3 separate regions of the Zea mays genome follow, and all the other regions are linked to region 3. The links are chromatin contacts, called in public Hi-C maps. All regions are on one chromosome and are shown on one strand. The core of a region is the stretch at or near the end of the contact, and the rest is flanking DNA. Distances in the headings are between cores, read along the strand shown.

The links. A called contact is a pair of places that touch in the nucleus more often than the background predicts.
Region 1: a contact with region 3 is called in a Hi-C map of leaf, with 4 times the contacts expected there. The contact joins the promoter of LOC100193596 here to the promoter of LOC100193210 in region 3. A contact is called at or near these places in 2 of 25 Hi-C or Micro-C datasets (both in leaf).
Region 2: a contact with region 3 is called in a Hi-C map of ear, with 2.2 times the contacts expected there. The contact joins the promoter of LOC100502194 here to the promoter of LOC100193210 in region 3. A contact is called at or near these places in 5 of 25 Hi-C or Micro-C datasets (bundle sheath, ear, endosperm and 2 more).

Annotation. Positions count from the first base shown.
Region 1 is chr5:33,035,308-33,038,903 of Zm-B73-REFERENCE-NAM-5.0, forward strand. LOC100193596 reads right to left here and starts at 2,256. Exons shown (of 6, transcript NM_001138699.1): 1 at 2,030-2,256; 2 at 1,843-1,922; 3 at 1,456-1,570; 4 at 1,308-1,360; 5 at 1,081-1,209. The coding sequence starts at 2,073.
Region 2 is chr5:33,072,557-33,075,664 of Zm-B73-REFERENCE-NAM-5.0, forward strand. It overlaps LOC100502194, which reads right to left and starts at 1,335. Exons shown (of 14, transcript NM_001363211.1): 1 at 1,270-1,335; 2 at 639-747. The coding sequence starts at 1,296.
Region 3 is chr5:33,203,750-33,207,118 of Zm-B73-REFERENCE-NAM-5.0, forward strand. LOC100193210 (ATARP7) reads left to right here and starts at 2,057. Exons shown (of 7, transcript NM_001138363.1): 1 at 2,057-2,348; 2 at 2,441-2,653. The coding sequence starts at 2,271.

The sequences.
Region 1 (3,596 bases), core at 1,006-3,505, 170 kb before region 3:
CAGGTATCTGTAAAGGTGGTTTTCAATCCTCAGAAATATATAATGCCATGCCAGTTCAAACTAGAGCCAGGTTTAAGCAGATTCTCTAATTCCAGGCGCCTGTACAAGTACATCCAAGTTTTAGGAGGTTTCATCTGCAACAAAGGACCTCGCGTTCTGTGATACCTCTTAGTCACTTTGGTCAAATCACTTCAATGCCAGAACAAATAGTTGAGAGGAAAAGATGGAAATCGGGCACACACAGACTTGAGAGCAAAGCAATTTGACTAGGGTTTAGTAGAAATGTAGAACTGGTAGCAGACGAATAATAGGATAATATAAGTTGGAGATTTGCGCTATATTAAGGGACACGGTTTTAGTAGAATATTTGAAGTTGCAAGCACATATTCTTCAGACAGTGCAACGCTTGCCCTCTTATGTTCAAGTCAGGTAACTAAATATTGTGCTCTAGAGCACCCACAGTGTGCCAGGCTTGAAATATATTTTCTTTGCTGTTCCTGCATCGATGCTTCATCTCTGGTTTGAGCCGCAGTGTAGGACATCGATGACTGAACTCTGTTATCATGACTGCAACACGAAAAACCAGGCACCGGAATGCAATGTTGATGTTCGAATACTCTCTTTCCTCTCCGGACATCATTTTGGTAGCACACTGCGGGTGGTCTTATATTTCCTCAAACTTAGTAATCGGTAGTACCTTCTCTTAACAATATTAGTCAGCAATGTAGATTTTGGAGACCTTGGTAGATTGTGTTGTAGTGTAACTTGAACACGATAGGATTAAGATAACTCAGTTTGCTGTTAACTAATGTAAAAAAGCGAAGTTATGGGAAAAAAGACCAGAACTTCTCTCTATGATTTGGTGCACAAAGAGCCTGGTTGCAAGAGAACATTCTAGTGTGGGTTACACTCGATAAGCAAGTATTTCAAGGTTGCAATGCATATGACAAAAAAAAGAATGAATCTGTAGTAGAACATTATGGCCAGGTAGACCTGGAGGTGATGCTTCAACCAAACAATATCTTAGAACTATAGACTATGTACTGAAAACAACCATAAGATTTTACTGCAGCACTGTACCTTTCACTTTCTGTTCATAAACAGGCCGATCACGCATCATCAGTGCTGCAGCCTCCCCATTTAATGGATCAGAAGGATTTGGGTACAGCAACAGCTGTGGAAGGAATACTTCAAAAACATTTACTAGATCTGCAAAAGAGAAATGTAGAAAAAGATCTTGCTCAGACTATAGATTGTATAAGATAAAGTGCTCATAGCAACAATAGAAAGGAAGAGAGTATTCTCACCAAACATTGGGCTCCATGTCTGGTTTATGACATCCAAACAGACAGAGCCAGACCTGCATTTTGCGACCAAACAAGAGTAGGTAAGGAAATGTTAATTCCTTGAGCTTCAACTGCAATAAGAAAAGTAGTTGAAGACCATAACGCTCACATCTCATCGACATTCGGGTGATAAATCTTGTTGATGAAGCCGATGGACGGGGATTTGTAAGGGTATGCATCAGGCAGTTCTACCCGAACCTTCCAGACACCACCTTGGTAGATACCTACCAAATGGAGTACGAGTTCGTGTGAGAGAAAAAAAAAAGTATGACTGAAAAAGAAAGGACGCTTCAGGTCAACTGAGCAACCAATCGAGGATGAAGCTAAACGAACAAGAATATCTGAACACGATCGACAGGGTAGATTGGCAGTTCTCCGGAAACCCATCTCCCCCCAGCCCACGTGGATCATCAGCCCGCCGGGAGGCAGAGGGAGGGGAGAAACCGGGATTCGGCGCGAGAGGGGGGAGGCTGGGATTCGGCGCGAGGGTTATTACTTTCGGCCGGGCCCTTGAATTCGACGAAGAATTCCTGCATCCCGTCGTTCACCATCTCCACCTTGTAGTCGCTCATCATCCTGCGATGCCAAGAAAGCCGGCAAGGAAGGCCAGATCAAGAAAAAAAAAACAAGCAGAACATGCCGAGGGAAATTGGAAGACAGACCAAGAGGTCCAGTATCCTTACAGCTTCATAAGGTCCATCTCGCGGCGCTTGCTCGGGGACGACATCTTGCAAAGCGGAGAAACAAGCAGAAGGGCCCTCCTCTCCGCTCCGCTCCTCGCCTTGGGGATAAGAGGGAGAGAGAGAGGGGTTGCTCAGCCTGGTGCCTTTGACGGTGCGTCCACGTCGTCGTACGCCCTCCCCCCTGCACGAGATTTATTTTATTGCAGCCGCCGAGATGATGAGATGGGAGAGCGAGGGGAGGGGGGCCTGTGGAAGGCGAGAGAGAACGTGCGAGACAAGCACAGGGCGAGGAGGAAAGGGACAAAGCGAACGTAGCAAAACAAATGAGAAATGAGTCTTACGAAACGCAATCAATCACGCAAAACGCCTCCGGTGATCCGTGATCCTATGGCGCCTTTATTCTAACTGTCCTAATTGGGCCTTTCTGAATTTTTGCTCTGCGTGTCGAACTGGAGGTAGGGCCGGGTGGTGGTGGTTTGTAAATAAACGGTTAATTTGCGTCTGTTTTCCTCTCGCTAACTACTGTAGGGTTGGACACTTGGACTGGGCCGGGCAAAACCTAAACCGGTGCCTGTTTTGGTTCGGCAGCGGTGGTGGTTAGTGCTGAGAATATGGGTGGTATTTTTTAGGCAGCAGGAGCACGGTTTAAAAACATGAGTAAGTATGCTCTGACACGAAATAATATGGACTGAGCTAAAAACATGAGTCTAAAGTCAAGTCTTAAATTTTGGCCTGTTGGGCCCCAGCATGGCACATACGTATGGGTCTTGCTTGCGCCGATACGTCCTAATAAATCATATATTGTGTAGTTTCTTTAATTTAGTAATACATAGACTTAATGTTGTTGTAACATTTAGAACTTATGTGGTCAAATGCTACTCATATTGTTTAATATTTTTAATTTAGTAAGCGATAAACTTTATTTGATTGTAATATTTGAATTTTATATGGTTCAAATATATGGGATGACTTAGACCAGCATGGCCCAATGGAGATACAACGTGTTTTAGAGCCACTGATGCAAGCATTAGTGATGCAAAACGGGAACTAATGGCCGGGCAAAACCATTAGTGATGCAACCATAAAGTATTGTACGTTGGACCATCTGGAACTAGAGAAATGGCTATATCTTTAGACAAATCAATATGAAGATATACCAAAACTGGAGAGCTGACTTCTCCAAGGAGATTATATGCAATAAGACGGGATGAGAACTGGGGTGCCGTTTGGTTCACATATTGGTAACGTAATGGACAACCAATAACGTTAAATCATATTTGTTTAAGTTCAACCGTAATTGGATACCACACTAGAAATGGATATCGGCTTATTCAAACTTGTTACCGCCGATCGTTAAGAGTGAATCATTACCATTACTATTTACGTTACATTTTGTGGATCAAACGGCGTCTGGGATAGAACCAGGGTTGAAAAAAAATCGACGTTAAACCTACGGTCCAGTTTATCACCAGCCTTTGGAAACGGTTTCCCACCATGTTTTCTTTCAAATTTCGTTTTAAATTCACAAAAAATAAAAATGTATAAATCAGAAAACAATTATGATAAA
Region 2 (3,108 bases), core at 85-2,584, 130 kb before region 3:
TTTAAGAATAGATTTCAAGAAAAAGATGAACAAAGAAAGCTAACAGAAGGATGCCCCCCAAAATCAACTATCTTCTTTCTCTACAAAAATATATTATTCATTTGAACCAAACAACTGGAAAGGTAAAGCACTGTCACTTGATGGGAAGTTTCTAGCTCATATAAATAAATATCTTGCTCAACGCCAGCAGGAAATAACACATATGTTAGATGGCTATAAAGTTCAACGCCCTCATGTTGGATGTGAAATAGCACAAGGTGCTGATCATCAAAATTACTCTACAATATTACATTGAAATCTGAAGTAATTGGTTTTCAGTATGAACAACCTGAAGAAAGATTATGTGGTTCTGGATTAGCAAACATGTGCAGTGATGATCTTTCTTATTTTGTCACCCAATGTTTGCGAGAAAGTTATACTAGAACCATGAAAATATATTACAGCACCAATCATGATAGGATTAAGAATAATGTTAATAGGGTATAAAACATCCATTCAATTTAGAAGAGAACAGTTGCAAACTACATATAGCAACCTAAACAAATTTGCCGTACAATTAAGCAGGTGCATGAAATGTTTAAATAGAAAATGGAAACATCAAATGCAACAACAAACACACTAGGAAATGTGGCACTCACATAAATTGTCCAGATAAGAATCAGATATATCAGGAATAGGAGGGTTGGAATTCATCAAACAGATAATAGCAAGCTTGTTTCTTGGAATGCCTTTCAAGCGCTCCCTCTGCTGCATTATTCAAAGAAATATTCCACAAACTATAGATAAGAAACATGTGAGGTATATAATAAATTTAGTAATGTTTAAGTCAAATGGGGGTTGCCACACCAAAAAAATCGAAGAAAAGAAAACTTCCACTCACTGTTATGCATCACAACACAACTTACGCTAGTGTTTCATATCCCTCCGACCCCCATTATATATACAAGGCACTGAGCTCAAAACTGCCCATAAAATGTGAAAGGAAAATGCCAAAAATACAAGTGGTTTACCCATCATTGATTTGGAACACCACAATTCCTCCCCTCCAATTTAGACACTGGCATGTGAACTGATAGGCAGACACGCATGATCTAAGAGCAGTTTAGCCACTCCACTAATCAGTGCTTGATACCAAGCATGACCCCGGTACTACCACTAAGAGTATTAAATACGAACATATACCCACTTAATAAACCTGATAGCAGCGAAAATAACTCTTACTTAATAATTCAATAATGCTCGGCCGAGATGACAGAATCTTTCACTTACAAGGTCTATGTCAGCAGCGAAATCCATGGTGACAGAAGAGAACGACGGCGGGAGCTCAACTGTTCGTACAGGAAGTAGAGTATTAAAAGATCGATCCAGAAAAAAGGAATGAATGAAATAGAATTTCCACGGATGAGACAAATCAGTACAGTAGTATTCAGTTGTAGCAAAGACGTGTCAGAACGGAACACCAAAACTAAACCAAAATTCCACAGCTGCGGGAAAGTAGCATCTGAAAGGCCGAAACTAAACAGAACCTACCGAACTGTTAAGCAAATAGAATTCCGCGACACGTGTGTCGCGTTTTCGGTGAAATTCCACAACAGCTAGTTTCATCACCACGATTCCTATGATCCTATCACAAAAAACGAAATAAAAAAATCGTGCAAACCCCCCGGAAAAAACTAACATCCACCTACACCAAACAAAAGGTATAACATGGACGAAACTTTGCCGAAGAAGGAGAACGTAAGAAAGCCAAAACCGAGATTATAGAACCCTGAAACTGTCTCACCGCGCAGGTAGGTCCAGTCGTAGGGCTTGAGCGAGAGGCGGCCCTGCCCGTAGCTGGACACCACCACAGCCTCCCCCTGCGCAGCGCATCCGCGGGGACCCGGCGCCAACCCCGCGCCCATCACCAACGCCAGCACCAGCACCAGCACCGCGGCCTGCCGCCGCGCCGCGGCCATCAGAGTCCAACGACCGAAGCACCCGCGAAATCCGCGAAGCTCTGACTAAACCCACGCGCTCGCAGTCACACTGCACCAGCACACTGTTTATTCAGGTACCGGGGAATGGGGGAGAGAGGCGAGGAGCTGTTTTTCCGGCACGGCGCTAATCTAATCTGCTGCTGCTGGTTTGCTTTCTTGCCCATCCTTTCCGCTTTATTAATTGCCAGGAAAAAGACTGGAAAAGACGAAAAGCGGCAGGCGTACACGGCTGGCCCCGTACGGAGTAGACCGGTAGGGGTTTAGATAAATATCTTATTTTGGGTAGAGGGTGGGGGATTGTTTTGGTTGCGTTCCCACACGGATATTTTAGAATTTTAATTGTTTTGTATATATTGGATCTTGGATGTGCATGTGCTATGTTAGGAATGTTTGTCAACTTGGTCTTCTTTTTGCAAGACGGTCTACGGAAATTCATTTATATGATCAATTAAAATATTATTTTAAATTATAGTCTGTTTACATAGTAGAGTTTAAAATATATAATAGAGATAGATAAGTTGCTCGAAGTAGTCTAATAGAGAGTGTAAACATCTAGATGTCCCTTTGAAATGCAGAAAATTCAGAGAAATCGAATGGTAATTTTACAAAAATCAGTCCATTTAGGAAAAATTCCTCCATTCTAAAGGAGGTCTAATAATGGTGGAGAAATGTTTTATAGTCCTTCATATATAAATAAACATCTAGACGCTCCTCACATAGTTGCTAAATCTGATCGGCCCGTCCGTCTCGCAGTCGTTTGACGGCACCTGGTCGACCTATCCGGGACATGGTCGATCTGTCTATCTCGCAGTCACTCAACAACATCTGGCCGGCCCGTCCGCCTCGCAAAGTTGCTCGGCGGGACATGGTCAGCCCGTCCGCCTCGTAGAGTTGCTCGATGGGGCCTGATCAATTTAGATGGGCCATCAAAAATAATGGGCTTACTTTGGATACCCCATCCCTAGGTACCCGTCAAGAGCCCCCAAGCCTTCGTGCAACTCCTTGGAGTTGTTCAGAGGCTTTCCTGTCGGGAACTTAGGGTCTTGGGTGCGCGCAAGTGCATCTACTAGATGTAGTTCCCGAGTCTCTGAGTAATTCGTAAGGATTTCTTAGGGGTTTATCTAGTTTG
Region 3 (3,369 bases), core at 807-3,306:
AAATTTTTGTTGCTCTACTATCCCACTTTGCAATCACTTTGCCGGACTTGTCCATCTAGTGCATAACAAGTATATAGTTTTCAACATACGTAGTACTGTTCTCGGATTAAAAATAACAACAACGATGAATAATATACTGGCCATACTATGTTCAGATAATACCATAAGTACTAAGATTCCAATTTGCTTAATTACACAACGAGAACCTTAAATAAACTGGTACTGGACACAAAATGACAGGGAACACATTTACAGCAGCCCATTAACCAAAAGAAAAAACGGATTCCCTGTTTCCCTACGCACTTAGTACACAAAAGCTAAGGACTTCAACCCTGTTATTCAAACACCTAACTCCAAGGTTCACTCCCGTCTACCTTAAACATCATTGGCACTAAACGAAGGCATCTGATCTGAGTCATATTCAACTCCCCAGAAGTTTTGGAAATGCTCCGCAAAGTCCCAATGTGGAGTCAGGTCGTCGTCAGATGGGGGTGGTGACGACAAGGTAGAAGGTTCATAGCTGCTGTCAACCGGGATGTTAAAGTTGTTCACGATGTCCAAATGTTCTTGCAAAACCAGAGAGTCTTGCTCCAGCATGCAAGCTATCTCCTCCAAAGCTACACGAAGTTTGGTAGCATCAAATGAGGTCAACCCGCGTCTAGGACGGATTGTTTCCCTCACTACGGAAAATATCTTGTCCGAAATCTCTTGCATCCTTCCAATTGCCTTGTCGGCTATGGAGTCAGCTGAATCCATCTGATGTGGATTTATTAGGTCGTTAGTATACCAGACATGGGGACTATGTACACAAATCTTGGCTTACTTTTCCAGTGCCTAGGCTGCTAACAAAGGAGGCTATACCAAACATTTACTACTAACTTGTGTACTTTTGACACTACAAACACAGTTTCAATGGAGTAACCAAAAAACGTGAACATATGAACAATTACTGCTTAACATACACAATGTTAATGACAAGAAGGGGAAATTAATTAAATGTGAACATCACCTTCGTTGGAGTGGAGATTCTGTGATGCAACAGAGAGACAAACAGCTAACACCCCGAGATCTGAACATCAAATAAACAGGATTTTCGTTACATAGCAGTTCACAATTGGCTTCATTACAGTGGGAAGTTTGAACCACACACGTCGATGCAACCTAAAGCATAATCACTACATGGGGTACACCTGATCCGTAACACGACATCGGGGAAGAAGGGTATGGAAGGTTGGAATGCAACGGCCGAGTGCAACCTTGCGGAAGACCTAGCGGCGGCGAGGTGAAAACCCTTGCGACTAAAACGGGGGACGGGCGGATACGGAAGACCTGGCGGCGGCGAGGTCAAAACCCTAGCGACGATGGAGCCACGTCTACGGGGGACGAGCGGATACAGATGACCTGGCGGCGGCGAGGTCAAATCCCTAGCGATGATGCAGCCACGTCTACGGGGGATGACCGCATACGGAAGACCTGGAGGCGGCGAGGTCTTCCGTATGGACGATGCGGCGAGGTTAAAACCCTAGCGAGGATGCAGCGGGGGACGAGCGCATACGCAACGGAATGGAGGATAATGGAGGAATGTACCTGCTGAGCGAATGCCGCGGAAGGGGAGACGGGACTGTGGTCGAGGCCGTCGCACCGATGCGACGGAGGAGCAGGCGGCGGTTGAGGGAGAGAGCTGAGGCTTGCAGAGGACGCAGGGCTCGGGCGGTGGATGCAAACCCTCTCGAATAGCCGGCTTCCAGCGGACGCGTGGGTCGGGCGGCTTCTGATTTCCTGTACAAGGCCGGCTTCCGTGGGAAGCGCGACCGCCAGAAGCTGGCCCAGAAGCTAGGCGTTTGGCCGCGGCTTCAGCTTCTGGCGGCCAGAATCGCCCTAGAATCCCAAACAAACAGGCACCTAAACTCGCTAGTTTAACGAGTCAAATCGAAGTCCAACGAGACATATTCAGCCTACCGGGAGCGACTGAGCGTACGGGTTATCCCCGTTTCTACGCGCTCGCTCCTGTACCTCTCCCCAGTGCCCAAGAATCCAAGATCTGGAAGGGCCAGGTGGGAGGACCAAGCTTCGTCGACGTCGACTCCTCGTCCTCCCTCACCTCGCTCGCTTCTCTGCAATTCTCCGCAGCCCTCCTCTTTCGGTCTTTCCCGCTGGCCTCCTCTTTTCAAAACCCTCGCTAATCTCGTGCCCCGTCCCACCCACCTCTAGCTTCGAATCCTAGCGCCTCGCCTCCGCATTCTAGGGTTTCCCCGCCTCCGGCGCCGGCCATGGAGGCGGTGGTCGTCGACGCGGGCTCTAAGCTGCTCAAGGCCGGCATCGCGGCGCCCGACCAGGCACCCCCACTGGTGAGCACGCGGATCTCTGGGACGCCTCTCAGTGCACTGTGTTTTTTTAGTTATTTGACCTTCTATTTTGCTGGGGGCCTTTTGCTGGGTAGGTAATGCCGTCGAAGATGAAGCTGGATGTTGAGGACCAGGAGATGGCTGACGGCGCGGTGGTAGAGGAGGTGGTGCACCCTGTGGTGCGCGGCTTCGTCAAGGACTGGGACGCCATGGAGGACCTACTCAACTACGTCCTGTACAGGGACATTGGGTGGGAGATTGGGGACGAGGGTCAGATTCTCTTCACCGAACCCCTCTTCACGCCAAAGGTGATGCATCCTCCTGCTCGAATAGAGCTTGTCGAGAACCTGAAATCAGTGGCGGACGCAGGACGAAAATTCATGGGGGCCAAAAGGACCACATGAGAGCCATAGTTTTCTAGTTCGCCAAGCCCGCCGACCGCAGGGGACAAGTCATATCGTTGCGACAAGCGAGATCTAGCCTGTCGAGCGGATCAACGTCACGATAAAAACAGGACAAGGGACGGAGGCGCCGGGAAGGGGCTAAGTCGGGTGGCGTCGCATCGAGAAGGGGTCGGCGGCAGAAACGGGGCAGCGAGCAGGCTGGTTTAGGTGGTGTCGGGAAGATTAGGGTCAGACTGGTAGATGCAAGGACTGGACTGAGAGGATCCGACGAGCAGGCTCATAACATGGTTGTTTTAGGCCATGTTCTAAACCTCTAGAGCTAACTGTTAACTGGTTTTAGCTGGGTTGGGTCATCTAACAACTAATACTTATTTGAGGGGTATAGCTAACAATTAGTTGATCCATTCTAAACCTCTCACCTAATTTTAGCAACTAGCTATTAGTTTTAGAGATTTAGAACAAGACTTTATACTATCTAAAACTTTGTTTTTTTCTACACTTAATACTAAATAATCATTAGACATAAAAGGATGTACAAAATTGAGGGGGGGGAGGGGATGGCCCACTTTGCCCCCCCTTTAGATCCGCCTCTGCCTGAAATGCTTCATGTTGCAGCCTTG